Regions from separate parts of the Zea mays genome. Here regions 2 and 3 are each linked to region 1. The links are chromatin contacts, called in public Hi-C maps. All regions are on one chromosome and are shown on one strand. The core of a region is the stretch at or near the end of the contact, and the rest is flanking DNA. Distances in the headings are between cores, read along the strand shown. Region 1 holds the start of LOC100276540. Region 2 holds the start of LOC103650760 (amino-acid permease BAT1 homolog). Region 3 holds the start of LOC103650765 (probable inactive purple acid phosphatase 16).

Region 1 (3,570 bases), core at 324-2,823:
ATATAAAATAATAATAAAGTATATTATGTGAACAAATAAAATGGTATGAACACAATGCAACCTTCGGTAATCCTCCAACGCCGAGAGCGAGGTCAAGCTTAAGAGAACCAGTAGAGACTACAGATGCTTTCCTTGCACGGGAAAATCGCTCCAAACATAAATTAGAGTCTCTATCGAAGTCAATTGCGAGTTGAGAAACAGCAACATTAAGTGATGACTCCTTCTCAATAGCTTTTGTATCGTCAAGAGGGGGATCACTCTCATAGTCTAACTGCATATCAACTGGAAATTTGTACAGATTCCTGAGTAACATAGCAACTCATAAGGTAGCGTGAATACAGAATGCCAAGAATAACAACTGTATAACTTTGGGAACTACTTCAAAAGTTAGTTCTTGCAGGAACATTAAAGTTGGAATTTGCGAAAGGGCCTCTAGCCTAGTGGTTAAGGACTTCCGAGTAGCACCTCCAAGTCCTGGGTTCGATTCCCCTCGGGAGCGAATTTTCAGGCTTGGTTAAAAAAATCCCCTCGCTGTGCCCCATCCGCTCTCGGGTTACGATGTCTTGTGCGCCATCCTCCGGTTGGGCCGTTGCAGAGTGGACAGTTGACGCCGGCCTGTTAGTGATGGGGGGCCTGAGTTCGGAGATTTTCTCGGCCGGGACCATTGTTTTCGGTCTCTTCTTAATATAATACCGGGAAGGCGGTCCCCGGCCGAGTTTTTAAAGTTGGAATTTTCTATTGCAGAACACTGACAGTAAAAAGAGTAGCAAAAAAAGTATACCTATTGGGTAAATGGTTATACCTGTGGTTGATACCGAACGACCTTTGAACCAAAGCGAACAAAATGTGTCTCTTTTCCCATTCTAGCAAATGACATCACAGGGAAGAAAGATTATCAGCAATTTGCGCAGATCTCTTGAAATATGAGCAAGTAGGCATTGTGAACTCGATACTTCACTTATGAAGGTATTAAAGCCAGTGAGAACGAAACAGTAAAGCAGCACATACACCATTTGAAACCAAAAGCCACAGTTCTCCCCTAGTGGGAAAAGGCTGACGTGGGAATAGCACTATTGTACAGCATTACAGCCCATAATGCATATTTCTCCGAATCTCACTCTTCTATGTTTTAGTAGCTTGTGCACATGAGCAGGAGCCAGCAAAGCAGAACTTGTACGCTCATGGTCAAACCGTTGCAGATATCAGCTGTTTCAGCCAATCTAACCCAACAAAGGTCAAGGGCAGTTTAACAACATTAACTAGCAAAGAGGACTTACCAGTCCGACTGAAAATCCTCTATTGCAAAAGGAAGTTACAGTCCCTAGCACACGGCAACAAGCCACGAGCCCGCGATCGAGGGAGCGGCAGCGAGATACGCGGTCATCATACCTGAAGAGGGGAGCGGCGGAGAGGAGAGGTCGCGGACGCTGAGGGGCTACTGCAGTCCGTGCGCGAGAGCTGGGCGCCGGCTCGCCGGAGGAGAGCGGAGGAAGAGGAGAGGATCCCTCGCATGGCGGCGGGCGGGCAGCGGCGGAGCGGTGGGCCGCGCGCGCGCTCGAGTGGTGTGGTGGATGGGTGGGCCCACGTCACCGAGTCTTCTCTACGTAGCGAGGCATGCGTGGGTCGGTCCAATTCAGAATGGCGGGCCCGTGGCAAACCATGAACAGGCCAAAAGTGGCCCGTGCCCCCAATTCGTTTTTTCAGCGAATTCATGTTTGGTTCACTACCTCAGTTGCCACACTCTGCCTAACTTTTCTGCCTAAGGTTAGTTATTCAATTCAAACGACTAACCTTAGGCAAAGTGGGGCACATTTAGCCACAAACCAAACAGGCCCTATATCTCCCTATTCTATCATTTATCTCCTCAAACTCTAGAAAGACACCTAAACTCCTGAACTCTCAAATTTATTTAAATTATCTACATACCATGCATTGGAGACAAGACCTCGGGCTCAAAATGACAAAATCAATGTTTAGATGGTTTTTCAGATCAAGAATGCTAATGCAGTCCAAAGAAAATCCATTATTGACCATTGAACGTTATTTGAAAAGATTCGGAACATGCAAATGAGTAAAGGTGCGTGGAGCCAAATGTATTAGAGCATCTCTAAATGACTTTTTATTTTTGACTCTCTATTTGACTCTTTATTTGTCACTCTATAAAGATTAAACTCTAAATATAACATATCATTTCAACATACTCTCCAATATATAAGTTAGCTTGGCTAGCGAGATTTGCTAGACAAATTTGGCTAGTGAAGAAGTCAATTTAGAGAGCCGGATAGCTTGTCAAGTTAAATGGCTAGCCTGTTGGAGAGCTATTTTGTTATTAAGTAGCTAAAATTTAGCTTGACAAGCTATTTAGCTAGTCTTTTGGAGATGCTCTAAGGCTTCGGTTTCGATAAGGACTGGCTTCGGCAGGAGGTGTAGAAAGGGGGACTTCAGAGAAGAGGAGATAGAATAGGCATCTATGAAGAGAGAACATGTGTGGCAGGCATGAAAAGACATAATTGTTGTAACACCCGTCTGTTGGTCACTCGTTCTCAAATGCTATGAATCAAGAACAAGACAACACAATCGTTAAGGATTAAGGATCTTCGTCTTCCGAAACATTATCTCCTCATGGAGATAATACTCATCAGCCGAAGATCACGAAAGACAAGCATTCATTATTTAATATATGAATGGAAATGTGAAAGGATAAAGATGAAGACTGAATCTTCATTAATTTATTTGTATTTATGTTCCATAAAATATAAATGAATATTCACTAGTATTGATATTACATTGATACCTTCGGCTTGCTCGAAGGCGAGAATGCGGGAGTGATTACAACCCAACGTGAACAGTACGGTGTTACTGTTCATCTATTTATAGGCACGGGACGCAGCCCGAGCATAAGTACATTTATGTCCTCAACATTTACACATGACCGTAATACAAGTTATTAAGGGTTAAGTAGTCTTTTCCTCTTTCGATCATCATCATTACTCATCATCTTCATTACGAGCCGAAGTTGTCCATCTGGTGATAACTTCGGCGTTTTACTCTTATCCTCTTTGGACCTGTCTTCATATTGCGTGCCTTCGTCATAAGGGAGAAGCTTGTATCTTGAAGACGAGGTTTCCTGTAATAGCTTATACTGAAAACAAATAGTTAATTATGTTTTTGAGGACCTTCGGAAGGAGAAGGCCCCCAACACCGCCTACTACTGCAACGGCGGTATTTACTCCTGGCAGCCTTCTAGAACCATACATCATCTCTAAATATCAACACAGAGAATTTTGTGCGCACTTTTTTCTCACTAATGCACACCCGATAAGACTTTTCGGTCGGTCACCCATCCCAAGATTGCTCTAGGCCAAACACGCTTAACCCAGACGTTCTTTCGAGACATGCTTACGAAAAATAAGATGTACCTTGTTAGTATGAGTACTCTATTAATTCTATTAAGCCTTGGGCCAGGATATCACCATCCACTGGGCTAGGATATCACAGTCCACCCCCCTTAGAAGACTGGCGTCCTCGTCGATCAATCCTAAGCCAGGAACCTCCGCTCTTGGCCACGTC
Region 2 (3,570 bases), core at 575-3,074, 350 kb after region 1:
TCCATCCCTGGAGAAGGCGTACCCCATCCTCGAGTTGCTGGTCACGGACGCGACGCCGCAGAGGAATATGGCGACGGCCATGGCCGCCAGGCACAGGACGCCGCCGGCGCCGCTGCCGAACCTCCGGCGGAAGGTGGCGTACAGGGCCTGCGCGATGGCGTTCCCGCCGGCGTCGTTGGTAGGGTCCAGGAGGGACGGGACGTCGTCGGCGGTCACCGCCGATGTCAGGGCCACTAGGTAGATCCATCCGAAGACGCTCGACAGCGCGACCGAGACGACGATCCCCATCGGGCCACTCCACTCCGCGTTCTTCGTCTCCTCTGACTGCATGCATGCGTATACAGGTTCGTAGACGCAAGCAGAGCGCGATCAGATCCGTCGATCTAGCTTCTTCCTCGATCATTCAGTAGAGTACGTGCATTGTCGACACACAATGCAAGTTTAATTTCGCAGAGAGATTTATTTATTACCATGTGGGCGGAAGTGTCGTATCCCAGGAGAGAGTATTGGCTCGTCAGCAAACCAATGGCGAGTACGTAGACCTTGCTGTGGATCCCCACGGCATCGTCTGTGTAGCAGTGGGTGAACATGAACTCCATGCTCGCCCTCTCCTTAGCGACAACCGGAATCAACACCGTCAGGACAAACACACCTGCGATAATATACATGATCATCAGACATACAAAACAACTAATGGGACCGTTTGATTGATGTGAGAATGGCATTGGATCCATTCCATCACATACACGTATACGTACCTCCAAGATTCCAGAAAGCTCCAAGCTGGCCGAAGAAGGCCAGCCAATGGATAGGGAGGCTATTGATGAGCCCGTGCAGGACGAGGATGGCACAGTAGATGGCGAGCACGACGTATTTGGAGGCCAGATAACCGCCGCCGTTGGCTCCCCCGGTGGCGAGCAGGACGATGACTTGGACGAACTGCGCCAGCGAGAAGTCCACGCTCGTGGTGCAAGCCCACTGCGCAGGATGATGACGAATTGAAGGTTAGCAGGCGTGTAGTAGTGTGCAGTTCATGATCTGATGGTGATGGGCTCTGTGATGGAGCCAAAGCGTACCTGGCCCACGATGTTAAACCTGTGAAACATGACAGAGATTTTTTTTTTAAAAAAATAGGGTAACTAGATAGACCGGCAGCATGATGGGACAAAAACGTCGTCATCCAGGCTCCAGTTTTGTCTACTCCGTAAAGTGACATGCATGAATACGGCGAATGAAAGGTATTTTCTGATTCAAAAAATTAAAGGAGAGGCGAAATTAAAAAAAAAAAAGCGGAAGCATGTAGTGCGTACCATCCGGTGATCCAGCAGGCGAGTGGACCCCAGTCCTTGCCGGCGAGCTTGGCGCTCCAGTAGTAGAGGCCGCCGGTGGTCGGGTAAGCCGAGCAGATCTCCGCCATGGACAGCGCCACGCAGCCGTTGAAGAGCGCCACGACGAGCCAGCCCAGCGTCATGGACGCCGGCCCGCCGTAGCGCAGCCCGGTGTTGTAGGTCGTCGTCACGCCCGCCAGCACGGAGATCATGGAGAAGGAGAAGGCGAAGTTGGAGACGACGCTACGCAGAGAGAAAGTGAATCACTGAGAGCTGGTGGGTTTGGAAATTAATGGCATGCATGCATGCGGAACGTACGAGAGACCGCGCTTCAGCTCCTGCTTGTATCCCAGCTGCTGCAGCCGGGCTTGGTCTCTGTCGTCGCTGCCGGCGGAGGAGCGGCGGGCAGACATGCTCGTGCGGTCTGGTGCGTGCTGCAGAGCAGAAGAGGGCTGTTTGCTCTGGGGGGCTACTTGTCTGACAGGATAGAGATACTTGTTGATGCACAAGGGAAGGGAGTCACAGTCAACACTCAACAGGTCTCAGCCGAATGGCATCATCTGTGGAATTGTGGCATACGGGTTGGCCCATTCCATTCTTGTATGTCACAGTCACGACGATCCTCCCCTTTCGAAATTATTTCTTGACCGAGGAGCGAGGAAAAAGTCGTGTATCAATTGAAATAATTGCTACATACGGATCAAATCCCTTAACATCTCTCCGGCAGAACGTGTAAATAGACGTGCAAAGTACTGTTTACATAGAGTTTGAAAAGTGAGAATAAAGTGTAAAATACTATTTGCATATTAAAGTTTAAAATAGGGAATAAGACATATGCCGGAGATAGTGTTAGGACTGGCAAGCGCTGCTGAAACAAGCTGGTCTGGCCCAGGCGTACACACGAGTGGATGTGCAAGAAGGCTCATGTGGTCTATATGTCTAAAACCCTAGATTTTGTTTATAAATAGAGAAGAGGTCTCCATAACCTGTAACCTTTTGGACAGTAGTACTGTTGGGGCATGCTTCGTCGCCGAAGATCCCGTAAAAAGAAACACCTTCGGCAGTTCCTCTCAAAAAGCAGTGCCGAAGCTATCATCAATAAAGCTTCGGCATAATGACATATCTCAAGACAAAGGAGTAAACCGACTTACAGATGAAATGACCAATCGATCCGTGATAGCTTGTATTATGATTGTAAGCATTCGTAAAGGGCATGAATGTAATTTCTCACAGGCTACGTCATGTGCCTATAAATAAATGAACAGTACCCCTATACTGTTCACGCTGACTGGTATTTACTTGCATGTCACACTTGAATTCCCACCTTCTGTCAAGCCAAGCTATCAATGATATCATATGATTATATAATAAAAATGTCTGAATGATATCACACTTGAATTATTCATGTTTATTCATGATTATATAATAAAAATGTCTGAATGATATCATATGATTATTCATGTTTTTTTATATGTCGTATGATCCCGCTTTCTATTGTTTATTGAGATCATGAAGGTACGCCCTTCATTACCTTCGTCTGAAGATCATTGTATCCTAAGAGAAATAATGCTTTGAAGGACGAATGTCTTTAACCATTAACTTTCGTGTTGCCTTGTTCTTAATTCATAGCGTTTGAGAATAAGTCCCCAACATTGGCGCCCACCTCCGGTGAACTCACTTCCACTTTCGAGTTGATGGCTTCGTCCGACAACCAAGCTGAGGCTACTTCGGCTACGAAGCTGGCGCTCCCAATAACAGGCGGTTCATGCTCAGAGTCAGCCAACAAGAAGCAGAAGAAGGAGGCCCAGAGAAGGGTGCAGCATGTTGGGGTGCAGGGACCCTTCATCAAGTCAAAATGGTCCCATATCCCAATTACCTTCTCCCAGGAGGACCTTCAGCTCAAGGATTATCCTCATAATGATGCTATGGTCATATCTTGTGTCATTAAGGGATTTCTGGTCCACAATGTTTTGGTTGATACAGGCAGTGCAGCTGACATCATATTCGTTAAGGCCTTCAGACAGATGCAGGAGCCAGAAGACAAAATTCATGATGCTACACACCCTCTTTGTGGCTTCGGAGGACGACAGATCGTAGCACTTGACAAGATCATAATGCCAGTAACCTTTGGATTTGTCCACAACACAAGGACTGAACATGTTGTGTTTGATATTGTCGACATGGAATACCCCTACAATGCAATCATTGGTCGTGGGACACTCAACGCTTTCGAAGCAATACT
Region 3 (3,570 bases), core at 478-2,977, 280 kb before region 1:
TCCAAATTTTCTTCGATTTCGTGGCTTTCAAACTAGCCCTTTAAGAAACTACCGGGGGCCATATACTATGTCCTCCGGTGCTCTTATTTTTGGTGTTGTTATATTTATATACGTTGTTTATATATATAAAGAAATATCCTCTATACTGTACATTGTACAAGAGAATCAAGCAGGCAGATGGATTCAGGAGGTTAGTGTAACGTCGCTGTGCCTGGTCCCGTTCTCCATCCGTATCCATGACACGGCCGAGAATGGCTCCTCCGTGACCTCAAGGATCCTCGCTCCTCTGGGCCAGTCACCGTATCCCCCGTACCCCGTGTGCCGTGCGAAGCACAGCCACAGCTCCTGCTCCCGCTCCTCGCCGTCGTAGGGGCAGCACCAGTCCAGCCCGTGGTTGTGCCCAACAAACACCGCCTGTCATCGATCGATCGATCGAGAGAAGACAGTGTCACCGCCAACAATATTCTGATCCAAGCCAAGCACCTGGACAGTGACGCACCTTCACCGACGACCTCTTGGCGAGCGCATCCATCATGCCCCATTCAGCTGCCTGCGGCGCCACTTCCTCCTCGTTGATGGAGCCGACGCAGGGCTTCCTTATCTCAGACTTGGCCTTCGGAGCTACCTTGGCGTACGCCGTGCTCGGTATGTGCCAGAAGATGAGCTCGGGGATCCTTCCATCTGGATTCAGGAACTGAGACTGGGTGTGGAACCACCTGACCTGCGCGCTGGACACCACCTCGGTGTACGACCCGCCGCCCGAGTCGAGGAAGTACATGAGCAGAGCCGGGTCGTGGTCGTGACCGTCGCCGCGGGCCCGCCGTCCCCGCGAGAGCACCTGCAGGACGTAGTTGGAGACGCCGGGCCACAGCTCCCTGGGCCCGCTGGACGAGTAGGACAGCAGCCGGTTCGCGCCGGTCTCCGCCGCCATGAGGTCCGTCCGGGGAGTCCCACGGAAGCCGCACCCTGATCCTGGACCCGGCGGCCAGCGCAGCGGCGGGACGCCGTCGGGGGAGAACCACTCGGGCGGCCACTCGAAGGCCATGTCGTCGTGGTTGCCGAACACCGTCGCCCACGGCACGCCCCGGCCTCGGGCGGCGGAGACGGCGCGGTCCCAGTACAGGCTCGCGTTCGGGACCGGGAGGTTGTTGGCCGTCACCAGGTCGCCGAGGTACACCACCAAGTCTGAGCGAAGATGCGTTCCGTTTCAGTTCTTTCGGAGGAAAAGGGAAAGGGAGGCAGAAGCAGAGCGTGCGCATGCACGCACCTGGGTTCTCGGCGTCGAGGACGGCGGCCATGACGCGGTCGGACGCGGCGTCCTGCGCGGGCCCCCAGTCCGTCCACGCGTCCTCGCCGTAATGCAGGTCCGCGAACAGGGCCACCTTGAACGCTCCTCCTGGCCCGAACCGCAGCGGCGGTCGCCCCTTGGCGGCCGCGTGCTCCGTCGCCGGCCGCAGCGCGGCCACCACGATCGCCAGTGCGGCGGCGAGCAGGGCGGGCCCGGGGCTGCGCCACCACTTGTGCATCGCGGATTTGCTCGACGGCTTGGGCGGCGTGGTCCTGGGAGCGTCGGGCTTGGCGTGTTCTTGGTCTGGTGAAGCCCCACGCTCGGAGTCGGAGGGAGGTGCGGGATAGTACAGTGGGAGCGAGACGTGACGTGACGGCTGGCCCTGGCGTTGGGAGCACGGGCCGTGGAAGACTGGCAGCTCTTAAAAAAAAAAAGCGGCGGCCGTGAAGCTACGCTTTATCATTTATCAAGCATTGAAGCCCGTCGGCAAACAGGGGAATATGCTGCCGTGTGCCTAAGAATATTACTTTGGCTGCACCATGAAAACAATTCCGCTGCTAGCGAACTTATTATTTGAGTCTATAAAATTAGAAAATCAGAAAAAATGAGTCATATAATTTGGTCGTTCCGTGTAAAACCGCCCAAAATTATATTTAATTAATTCGGATGCGGACATGACATATCACGTTATAACATATTAATAAAAGTCTGAAGACCCAAGTAACATAACATATCATCTAAGTGACATAGTATATCATGTTCGAGGACCGACGTGACTCTAAGTCACGTCGACATCTAGTTTGAGCAAACCCGTTTTTGGATGGACCGCCAAGTTTTAGCATTTGTTTTTCTAGTTTTGTGAGTTCGGAGACCTAAATGATACAACGTGTCAAGTTTGAGGAGCGTTACTGTATTTTACTCTAGAGCACATTTAGCCATGCAGTACATGTATGCTTACATAAATACTTTTTCCTTGACCAACTAACAATTTTACATCAGAAGAGTTTGCCTATCAAGTAGAGCATTATAGCATAAACAATGCTGATGTTGGATTTAAATGGACATGGCTCAAATTAATTTATTAAATTACCCAATTTTAAAATTTTATATTATATTTGTCGGGACCATAATTAGGGGTACCTCCAAGACTCCTAAATCTCAGCTGGTAAACCCAATCAGCACAAAGCTGCAAAGGCCTGATGAGTGCGATTAAGTCAAGGCTCAGTCCACTTAAGGGACACGATCTCGCCTCGCCCGAGCCCAGCCTCGGGCAAGGGCAACCGACCCCGGAGGATTCACGTCTCGCCCGAGGGCCCCCTCAAGCAACGGACACACCTTCGGCTCGCCCGAGGCCCAGTCTTCGCCAAGAAGCAACCTTGGCCAAATCGCCACGACGACCGACCGTATCGCAGGAGCATTTAATGCAAAGGTGGCCTGACACCTTATCCTGACGCGCGCCCTTCAGTCGACAGAGCCAAAGTGACCGCAGTCACTTCGCCGCTCTACTGACCGGCCTGACAAGAGGACAGCGCCGCCTGCGCCACTCCGACTGCTGTGCCACTCGACAGAGTGAGGCTGACAGCAGCCAAGTCCGGCCTCGGGCGCCATAGGAAACTCCGCCTCGCCCGACCCAGGGCTCGGACTCGGGCTCGGTCCCGGAAGACGACGAACTCCGCCTCGCCCGACCCAGGGCTCGGACTCGGGCTCGGCCCCGGAAGACGACGAACTCCGCCTCGCCCGACCCAGGGCTCGGACTCGGGCTCGGTCCCGGAAGACGACGAACTCCGCCTCGCCCGACCCAGGGCTCGGACTCGGGCTCGGCCCCGGAAGACGACGAACTCCGCCTCGCCCGACCCAGGGCTCGGACTCGGCCTCGGCCCCGGAAGACGACGAACTCCGCCTCGCCCGACCCAGGGCTTGGACTCGACCTCGGCCTCAGCCGACGGTCTCCGTCTCGCCCGACCCAAGGGCTCGGACTCGACCTCGACCTCGGAAGACAGACTCGACCTCGACCTCGGAGGAGCCTCCGCCTCGCCCAACCCAGGGCTCGGACCGACCACGTCACAGGAGGGGCCATCATTACTGAAAGGGAATTAGGCTTACACCTATTTCTAGGCAACCAACCCGTGCTAAGTTTCCTAAAAGGAAAACTCCTAGTGCATCAAATGATCGTAACATTTCATTCAAAACTTTTGATGCATCATATGTTTTGACTAACAAATCCGGCAAGGTAGTTGCCAAGTTTGTTGGGGGCAAACACAAGGGCTCCAAGACTTGTGTTT

What was found. A called contact is a pair of places that touch in the nucleus more often than the background predicts.
Region 2: a contact with region 1 is called in a Hi-C map of leaf, with 4 times the contacts expected there. The contact joins the promoter of LOC103650760 here to the promoter of LOC100276540 in region 1. A contact is called at or near these places in 2 of 25 Hi-C or Micro-C datasets (ear and leaf).
Region 3: a contact with region 1 is called in a Hi-C map of leaf, with 5 times the contacts expected there. The contact joins the promoter of LOC103650765 here to the promoter of LOC100276540 in region 1. A contact is called at or near these places in 3 of 25 Hi-C or Micro-C datasets (ear, leaf and tassel).

The regions. Positions count from the first base shown.
Region 1 is chr3:153,815,308-153,818,877 of Zm-B73-REFERENCE-NAM-5.0, reverse strand. LOC100276540 reads right to left here and starts at 1,573. Exons shown (of 8, transcript NM_001371573.1): 1 at 1,390-1,573; 2 at 803-863; 3 at 62-282. The coding sequence starts at 1,512.
Region 2 is chr3:153,461,689-153,465,258 of Zm-B73-REFERENCE-NAM-5.0, reverse strand. It overlaps LOC103650760 (amino-acid permease BAT1 homolog), which reads right to left and starts at 1,824. Exons shown (of 7, transcript XM_008676330.4): 1 at 1,647-1,824; 2 at 1,311-1,571; 3 at 1,077-1,095; 4 at 759-978; 5 at 471-652; 6 at 1-324. The coding sequence starts at 1,741.
Region 3 is chr3:154,093,724-154,097,293 of Zm-B73-REFERENCE-NAM-5.0, reverse strand. It overlaps LOC103650765 (probable inactive purple acid phosphatase 16), which reads right to left and starts at 1,727. Exons shown (of 3, transcript XM_008676338.4): 1 at 1,268-1,727; 2 at 500-1,185; 3 at 1-414. The coding sequence starts at 1,526. The coding sequence ends at 184.